Linked DNA regions of Sus scrofa: region 2 is linked to region 1. Evidence: chromatin contacts called from public HiChIP or PLAC-seq data. All regions are on one chromosome and are shown on one strand. The core of a region is the stretch at or near the end of the contact, and the rest is flanking DNA. Distances in the headings are between cores, read along the strand shown. Region 1 has its middle 150 kb from the start of FRMD4B. Region 2 has its middle 150 kb from the start of MITF.

Region 1 (4,617 bases), core at 609-3,108:
GGGGTGAACCTAATTTAGTGTTTGTTTGTTGTTGTCATAAACATTCTACAATTAGGAAAATAAACCCAAGCCTCAGATATTTGAGGAAAACCAATAAAGGGAAAAGCCAAGACAAATGAATAGAACAACTGGATCTCCAAGGAACATTTAGAGAATCACTCAGGGAATAGATGAGATTAGCACATTTCAATAAATAACATTAATAATATTCAAGAAAATACTGTACTCGTAAAAAAAGTAAATGCATAAACAGGGGATGCAAGACAGTACAAGATACAACCAATAAAACTAAGGTAGAGCCCCAGATTCTCCAGGTTTCACCAGTTTCACAGACACATAGCAGCATCCTGGGCCTCAGCCCACCTAACACTGTAGCAACTGCCAGGCAATTATACTCTGTTTGGTCAACCAGTTACACTCTATAGCACTGGCTTCTCCCATAATTTCTGGAAATGGTGGGCATTCTGGCTTCTCTCAGAAGGGATGGTTGACATAACTAGTGTGGGGGGGGCAAACCCCCTTTCTTCCAACATGTGAGCAGAGAGATGGGAGATTTATGATGTAAGAGGGCTATGAACAGAAACAATAGAAAATAGTCACCCTAGCTGAATTCAATATCTGCTTATTATCTAGGTCTTTCTAAATTTCCCTCCTTGACAGTACCAATTAGCTACATCTCACATAGAGATTTATAGTCTGACAAGTCTGAAACCCTGGTAACCCTCGTTCAGTGGGTTGAGGATCCAGCGTTGCCGTGAGCTGTGGTGTGGGTTGCAGACGTGGCTCGGATCCCATGTTGCTGTTGCTCTGGCGTAGGCCAGCAGCTGCAGCTCTGATTAGACCCCTAGCCTGGGAACCTCTGTATGCCGCGGGAACGGCCCAAGAAATGGCAAAAAGACACACACACACAAAAATAATAATAATAATATATACCTTCCGTTGTTTGAATATTGATTATGTATGATATTTATGAATGAAGTTATTTTGGGAAGGAATCTGACACAACAATATAGACAGTGCTCAGCATGGAGTGAGCACATGATTAAGGATTAAATGACACTACATGTGTAAAGCATTTAGCACAGTGCTTGGTGCCACTCACTAAATACGGTTATTACTTTCATCTTGATATTACTGATTTTTGAGGTTCTAGCTTTCAATTAACTGAATCACATCCCACATGCAACTTTCATGAACACATCTAAAAAAAGTTCCGTCCTAAGTTCCCATTGTGGTGCAGCAGAAATGAATCTGACTAGTGTTCATGAGGATGCAGGTTCAATCCCTGGCCTTGCTCAGTGGGTCGGGGATCCAGCACTGCCATGAGCTGTGGTGTAGGTCTCAATCGTGGCTCGGATTCCTTGTTGCCGTGGCTGTGTTGTAGGCTGGCAGTTGTAGCTCTAATTCGAGCCCTGGCCTAGGAACTTCCACATGCCATGAGTTCGGCCCTAAAAAGTTAAAAAAAAAAAAAAAAAAAAAAGTTCCTTCCTTCTACCAAGCCAGAGTCCAAAGATTTTTCAAAGATTTTATGGCAAATTCTCGTTCCCACCTTCACTAGTGTTAAGATTCTGAGCCTCAGCATCTTTATCTGAGAAATGGGGCAAGAACAAGACGAAGCACAGAAAATGTAAATGCAACAATGCACCTAGTACGTGGCATATAGTAACATCATAAAAGCCACTGCTATTGCTGTTGTTACAAAGAGCCACAAATCTATACCCATATAACATCTTGAATAAGAAAGAAATACCTTGACAATCCCTCAGGTCGAAGGCAGATTTCTTGAGGCCTTCTTCTGCAATTGGGAAGCACAATGCCTTCATTGTCCGAATTCCCCAAGGCTGCTGTCATCACTAGGATCTGCTGCCTCCCTGTGGAATTTCATCGACACAGTCATCAGACTGTCAAAGCTTCTAGGGCAGGATTTCATCACCAAGCCAAGCTCAGAAGATTCTGTAGGCTTCCTAACTGTTTTGTTCCTGGATTATTAGTATTCAGTTCTTTACACAATTGTCCCCTTTTCAATGAGTCCTATGCAGCCTCCTATATTAAAAAAAAAAAAACTCACAACCCCACTTGCTCCCAAACTTTCACACTGTTCTAGTGTTTCCCTTTCTCAATGCTTTTATCACCTTCTAACATGCTACATAATTTATTTATTCTTATGCTTATTATTTATTTTCTGTCTTTCCTGGTTACTTCAGAGGAGGAAAGATTTGGGGGGGTTTGTTTGTTTTTATTTGTTTGGTCTAATTTGATTCCAAGTGCCTAAAATAGCACCTGATACACAGAACTCAGTGTTTCTTGACTGAATGAAAGAATGTATTTCCTGTAACATGACATGACATGCTTGAGAGACTTGAAGATTCTAAGAGTTTAGGTTTCCTGTTTCCTCTGAACTGTGACTGGTCTTTGGTGGCTGCTTTGCTTTCTATGCGCCAAGTTGAAGGAAAGATGGACTCTTTCCTTACCTGTCCCTAACAAAAGCTAATTAGCACAAAGCAATTGTGCAGCCCATGCCCAAAAGAAGCTGGGAACAGCAGAGGGGACCTACCTTTCAGCAAAATACAGCTGTCAAGGAAACTTACCTGTTCTTAGTTTTGCTGAACATCCTCCATGGAAACCTGTCACTGATGTGTCACTGCTAGGGATCCCCCACCGCCAACAATCACCACATTCCCAGACCTCACCCACTTTTTCTTTCTCACAGTTTGCTTACAACCTCTTCCTAAATGTTTGTGTTTTGAGCTTCTAAATGAACTCCATGCCTATATCTGCATTTCCCAAAGCCCAAGAGGGGGGGTCTGCTCTAGAAATCATCTTGCAGAGGACTTGCACCTTCCTGCCTGGCAAAGCAGCCACAGAACCTTCGACATCTGTTCTTTAATGTAATTACAAAAATCTCAGGTCTGCCTCACCCTCCCCTTTGCTGTCAGTGTGAGGAAGAAGGTAGAAACATTTATCCCACACTGTTGTAACTGTTGGACCAAACCCTTTTTGTTGTTAATTACCTTCTCCCCCTCTGCACCATGCCTAGCATATAGCCTGTGCTCAGTAAATGGAGCCCTTATGAAATGCTCTTCTAGGGGTGAGACCTTTGTGGTTCTGAGAGCAGAATGCAGAAAGCAAAGTCATGCAGGGTCCTCAGCTAAGACAGAGAAATCGGGTGGCACCTCAGTTGGGTTTCCCCAAAGCAGGGCCTGAGACATGGACTGGGGTGCAGCTGGTTTATGTAGGAGCAGGGGGAGGTGGGAGGAGAGTGCTGAGACAGGAGAGGAAGAAAAGCTAATGCCAGGTGGAGAGTAAGTGGGAGAGAGGCTCTAGGCCAAGGGGCTCACCCACACTGGGGAACTTCAGAGGAACCAGGACAAGGAGATGTGGGGGTGCCATTTGTCCACTGACTCCTGACTTTCAATGGCTGGCGTTTGCCTCTGGGGCATAGTAATCCTCATTCGCTCTGCACTTACCCGTTTGTCTTGCTGGAAGTAGAGTCATTGCCACAGCACTGAAGAAAGTCCTAAGGAAGACAGTGGGGCCGTTCCAGCACTTGAACTAGGAGCTCTCATGTGCCAGAGGTCGACTGCCCTATCCCAGCTGCAGAGGATTACAGAGGTGGAGGTGAGCAGGGGGAGGTGGAACAGGCTGAGGATAGCCTCCGTGCTGGGGGGTGGGGGAGGCAAGAGCACTGCATCTCAGTCCTGACTGGCCACTAAATATCATTAGACTAAGAACTTTCCTGTCTGTGCCTTTAACCGTGTCTTTCCTATTATGGGAAAGGGGAAAGGACTACCTTTACCTTGAGCAGGTACTGGTTGTAAATGAATCCCCTGGGAATCCCTGAGCAGGCTCTTCCACTTCACAAGCACCAAGACAAGAGATATTTTTCTCTGTCTACGGACAGGAAAACTAAGACCACAGGAGCTAAAGGGACATTTATGTTCAAGGTCACTCAGCTACTGATGAGAAAAATTAAGCTTTGAGACCAGGACTTTAAAATTCCCCAGTCCTCGCTCTTCCATCGCCCAAGATGAAATGGGGAAAACAAGCACAACCCAATCATAAAGGGAAGCTCTGCTTGCAGAATATTGCAAGGCTGGGCAAGCAGAGGTCCACTCAAGTTGTTGAGGATTTGTGGCTATGCTCAGTCAAGCATGCACTCTTCTTTCCTTCCTTCCTTATTAACTACCCTGCTCACAGCCTCTGTCTTCTTTACTGCTCCTAACACCTGCAGCCAAGAAACCAGTGGTATTTACTCTAAGTGCACGCTGCCTTGAAGCCCTCCATGTGGTGGGGGCCCAGAAGAGCTGGGAGTTGGGTAATTCATTTGCTAAGACTTGAGAAGCTCCACATTTATCTTCCTCAGCTCTACACACATGCACATGAGCGCACGTGCATGCGCACACCCACCAACCCACCAGCTATCTTCCTAACCTTTCCAGCCCAGCAGAGTGAGCTGGGCTGGAAGCAGGATTGGCAGTTCTCTCCTGTGTGTCTGAGACTCAATAGGCCATGAGAAACTTCCAGCAGGACCAGATCCTGAACTAATAGAATTCATGTTATTTGGATGTTTCTCTGTTTTTCTGTTAACTTTCCTTTTCAAGGGATATTTTTATGAGT
Region 2 (4,843 bases), core at 1,708-4,207, 110 kb before region 1:
ATAAGGGGCTTCATTTCTGATTAAGGGTCTGAATGCCCAGTTTTGGTCAGATACAAGAGACACCCTATTAACTAAATAAAATCATCCATAAATAGTCATTTATAAAATGAGAAACACTATACAATGCATCTCTTTCAGAGAAAAATTATACATGTAGAAAGTGGGGAGCCCCTCATGACCCTCCCAAGTGGGGCTTTTTTGCCCAAGGTCAGAAGTTAGGGAGACTCTGTAGAAGAGAGGTAACAAGTAGCTGGCTCCCCAGGTGCCACAACCTCCTACACACTTGAAATATCTGGAGGGCCACGAGCAGGACTTTGCCCACCACAAGAAGTACGTAAATCCTACTGCAGTAAAATGATGTCAGACTCAGTGGCATTCCCATCTCATCCTCATGCGTCCCCTAAACTGAATAGGTATCACCCAACCATAGCCAAGAAACACGCCAACTATCTGATTAAGATAGCAGGCTTATAAGCAAGGACTTTGGGTTCATCCACCACTTTGTGACATCAAAATGGCATAACCTAAAAAAGAGCCCAAGCCTGTCTCATACACATGAGCCAAATGAAGCTCATTATTTGGATTCCAACACTGATATTAATTTCTAACAATACTCTGTGACATTAAGTTCATGGTGTCAAGTACAGATGACCACATAAGAAAAATAATGTTCTGCCACACACTTTACATACAATACATACTACAGTAGTGGTTCTCAACCTGGGTGATTTTGCCTCCCATGAACCTTTGGCAGTGTCTGGAGAACTCTTTGGGTTTTTTTTTTCTTTCTTTCTTTCTTTTTGGCCAGGTATGCAGAAGTTGCCGGGCCAGGGATTGAACCTGGATCATAGCAGCAACCCAAGCCACAGCAGTAACAATGCCAGGTCCTTAACCTGCTGAGCCACAAGGGAACTTCTGAAGACCTTTTTTGTCATCACACCCTCAGAGGGGATTGGCACACTACTGGAATCTAGTGGATAGAGACCAGAGACGCAGTTAAATAGCCTATGTTGTACAGGACAGCCACCCCCCGACAACAAAGAAATATCTGGCCCCAAATTACAACAGTGCTGAGCTTGAGAAACTAAGTATTAACAGAGAGAGCCAAAATGCAAAGATTCTGAGAGGTAAATTAGCAAATTAGAAAATCTAAAGACCTAAGATGATAAAATTACATAAAATTGTATAGTAAATAAATGCACAATGAAAAATCAAAAAATCCCTTAACCTTTCTCTTCAAATATCACACATGTGAAAAAGGCTTTTCCCAAAAAATATGCAATTAAAATAAGCAGCACTAATTGTTTTAGAGGGGGGTAGGGGGAAGAATCTGTGGACAATCAGAATCAATCAAGAAGGGATTATGATAAAATCATACTATGAAATAGTCTACAGCCACTAAAAGTAACAATTTTTACCTAAATGTACTGATCAGAGAGATGCCCATGACTGTCACAAGAATAAAGAAAGTGACAGGGCACTGTATACAGCATCAGCCTACTTTTATAAATATTTAAACTAATTTCTATGCCTAGAGATCATGTTTGCAGGAGCAAGGGAATGATTGTTGAAACAAAGAGCAAGGGAATGATTGTTGAAACAAAACAAGTTATTAATATTGATTTCTTCAGTAGGGCAGGATTCGGGTTGGTGAGGAGAAAATTAGCCAGTTTTTCTTCATGTTATTATTCCTTTGGAATTAAAATATATATTTAAAGAAAGTTGGACTTAGGAAGGGAGGGAGGGAGAGAAGGATCAAAGAAAGGAAGGAGAAGGAAAAAAAGAGAGAATATTCACCATAATAGCTGACAGCAAAACTTGAGTCTGTTGTTCCCGTTTTTACCAGTGAGTGCTGCTGTTGACCAACTGAATGGATAAAAGCAGTGAAATACAATTTGGGAAAGCAACTCCAAGTGCCTGTCACTTTCTTCCCTCTCAGGTCTCTAGTTAGCAACACAAAGTTTGGTTCAACTAGCTTCTTTGGTTTGGTTTCTCTGATCCGCTGCTCATCTTGAAAAATTCTGTACCAGATAGTGATGGAATCAGCTACAGTCCTATCTCGTTTCAGTAACAGAGACACTAACTTCCCTAGATGACAGCCTCACTTCTGGCCAGTGGAGATAAGGATTCATCGCATGAGGCTCCCCTTTGAGGAGAAATTCTCAGGGCATGTCAACTTAATTACCCAAGTCTCATTACCAGAAAGTTCTCTGAATACCTCCATGCCACCAGAACTGGAAACTAAGCCCTCTCCCTACACCCCCCACCACTGTTGGCCACTATTTTCAATGCATGTATTTTCCAAGTCCAACTGCACAAATGCAGTAGACCCAGCATGAAACATACAAGCATTTCTAATAATGCCTCATGCGTATACACTTACATGCACTTTTGCCATGCTGTGGATAACTTTGAAAAATGTTCAAAACTGCTGCTTCCCAGTATTTTGTCCCTACTTACAATGGACACCTATCTTGAAAGCTTAGATAATAAGATTTAAAAATACAAGATAACGCTGTAAACCCGCTATGGTGGAAAAAATAAAAATCATTAAATAATTTTTAAAAATACAAGATAAAAAAAAATCAGGCCAGTTTCAACTTTCAAAGAACCAAGATTTTTACATTTTGCACAAGGAACTATTTTAAACTTCACATGAAGAGGCAGGCCCTTGGTTTTCTAGATTTCTTTCTATAGACAGACACTGATTTACTGGTGGCACATAAAAAATCACAAAACATGATTGTGTTTTTGCTCACAAAAATGATTTATCACTGTGCTGTTAATCCAGCACCAGGAAAATGAACTAAGGAATGAGTATTTTTCTTTTCTAAGTTATGACACTCAACGAACCACCACATTGTTAAGAAGAAAAACAACTTGGAGAACTCTTTTAGGGGTCAAGGAGCTTCTTTCAACCCCAGAGCTGAATCACAGAGGCGAGGGCGGATTTCAGGATTTCACAATCCCCCCAGAGTCTGTAAACACTGGCGCCAATTGTAGCATTTGTCCTGATTAACAAACTGGCTTCAGAACCATCAAAAACTTTCACATTTGAAATTTAACACATCTATATTTAGAATATGACTCGCAGGACAATATTTGCTGCCAACAAAATGCAAAAGAAAAAAAAAAAGGCACTAAGTCTATATTGTTCCTATAGAAATACAAAAATCATAAGTCCTGGACCTAAAACAGACACAGGCTCCCTAAGGAGTTAGTGTAGGACCAGCAGAGCATCCACAGAGTAATATCAGTCATAATAAGGCATTAGGAATTAAGGAGTTTGATAAGTACAATCTACATATAGGCCAGGAAGTTAGTATCTGTACTGAACAGCCTGGGTTTGAAATGATTGGGTCCACTTGTACACACACTTTTTTTTTCCAACAGAAAATACTACTGTACTACAGGATCTGCAGTTGGATGAATCCATGGGTGCAGAGGGCCAACTGTAAATTCTACGTGGCTTCTCCATGGCTCAAGAAATGTGGGTTCCTCTGCCCTGTTGAAGGATCAACTGTGTACATGAGGCCTTGGACCTCATATAAGGAATTGGGGAATTTTTTTTGTTTTTTGTCTTTTTTAGGGCCGCACCGGCATATGGAGGTTCCCAGGCTAGGGGTCAAATCAGAGCTGTAGCTACCGGCCTACACCACAGGCACAGCAATGCAGGATCCAAGCCAAGTCTGCAACCTACGCCGAAGTTCATGGCAACACGGGATCCTTAACCCACTGAGCAAGACCAGGGATCAAACCCTCGTCCTCATGGATGCTAGTCAAGTTTGTTAACCGCTAAGCCACAATGGGAACAACACAAAGTTTCCTAAGTTTTTAAAATGTTGAACTCTCATTTGTATTTTGTCAAAAAAGGATTATGAGTCCATCTGAATGTGTCTGTGGGCCCCACACTCAGCATATCAGCTCAAAGTTTACAACTTCGAGTAAGATGTTCAAATAACTCAATCAAGCAGTTAAATTAGAACCAGGGGACAAACATAATTTAAAAAAAAAAATCTGGTTAAAAAAACACATCTTATAAAATTTACCATCTTTTAAGTGTTCAGTTCAGCGGTGTTAACCATGCTCACATTATTATGTAACCAATCTCTAGAACTTTTTCATTTTCTAAAACTGAAACAATATCCACTCAAAATTCCCCTTTTCTCCCTCCCCCAGCCCCTGGCAACCACCCTTCCTTCTACTTCATGTTTCTATAAATTTGACCACTCTAGATACCTCCTATACGTGGAATCATATGTCTTTTGTAACTGGCTCACTTCATATACCATAATGTCCTTAAGGTTCATCCATGTTGTAGCATATAACCAACTTCCTTCCTTTTTAAGGCTAAATAATACTTCATTCTAGGTAGATAACAAATTTTGTTTATCTACTCATCCATTAATAGACAAGAATTGCTTCCACCTCTTGGCTACTGTGAATAATGCTGCTATGAACATGGGTGAGAAAATATCTCTTTGAGACCTTGCTTTCATTATTTTAGATATACACCCAAAAGTGGGATTGCTCAATCATATGGAAGCCCTACTTTTTCTTTTTATTGGTTGGCTGATTGTTTAATAATCACTATACTATCCCACTGTGGCTTTCATTTGTATTTCTCTTATGACTAGCTATATCTGCATAGGACTTCTCTACATACTCTGGATATTAACCCGTATCAGATATTTCATTTGCTAATTTTTTTTTTTGTCTTTTTTGTTGTTGTTGCTATTCCTTGGGCCGCTCCTGTGGCATATGGAGGTTCCCAGGCTAGGGGTCGAATCGGAGCTGCAGCCACCGGCCTACACCAGAGCCACAGCAACGCGGGATACGAGCT

What was found. HiChIP or PLAC-seq counts read pairs in DNA pulled down with a chosen protein or histone mark.
Region 2: an H3K27ac HiChIP or PLAC-seq map of alveolar macrophages shows a contact between it and region 1. The contact joins two enhancer-like sites. A contact is called at or near these places in 1 of 5 promoter capture datasets (liver), 22 of 47 Hi-C or Micro-C datasets (adipocytes, alveolar macrophages, brain and 13 more) and 2 of 2 datasets of contacts at active chromatin or transcription factors (alveolar macrophages and skeletal muscle).

The regions. Positions count from the first base shown.
Region 1 is chr13:51,123,997-51,128,613 of Sscrofa11.1, reverse strand. No RefSeq gene overlaps it. Among named protein-coding and RNA genes, the nearest start is that of FRMD4B, 150 kb to the right of the region's middle. Within about 2 kb of position 1,858, at least 3 of the 83 cell types and tissues checked have an H3K27ac peak or open chromatin away from gene starts, as enhancers often do. A contact at or near this core is called in alveolar macrophages, where this site is marked.
Region 2 is chr13:51,231,580-51,236,422 of Sscrofa11.1, reverse strand. It overlaps a transcript of MITF not described here. Among named protein-coding and RNA genes, the nearest start is that of MITF, 150 kb to the left of the region's middle. Within about 2 kb of position 2,957, at least 20 of the 83 cell types and tissues checked have an H3K27ac peak or open chromatin away from gene starts, as enhancers often do. A contact at or near this core is called in alveolar macrophages, where this site is marked.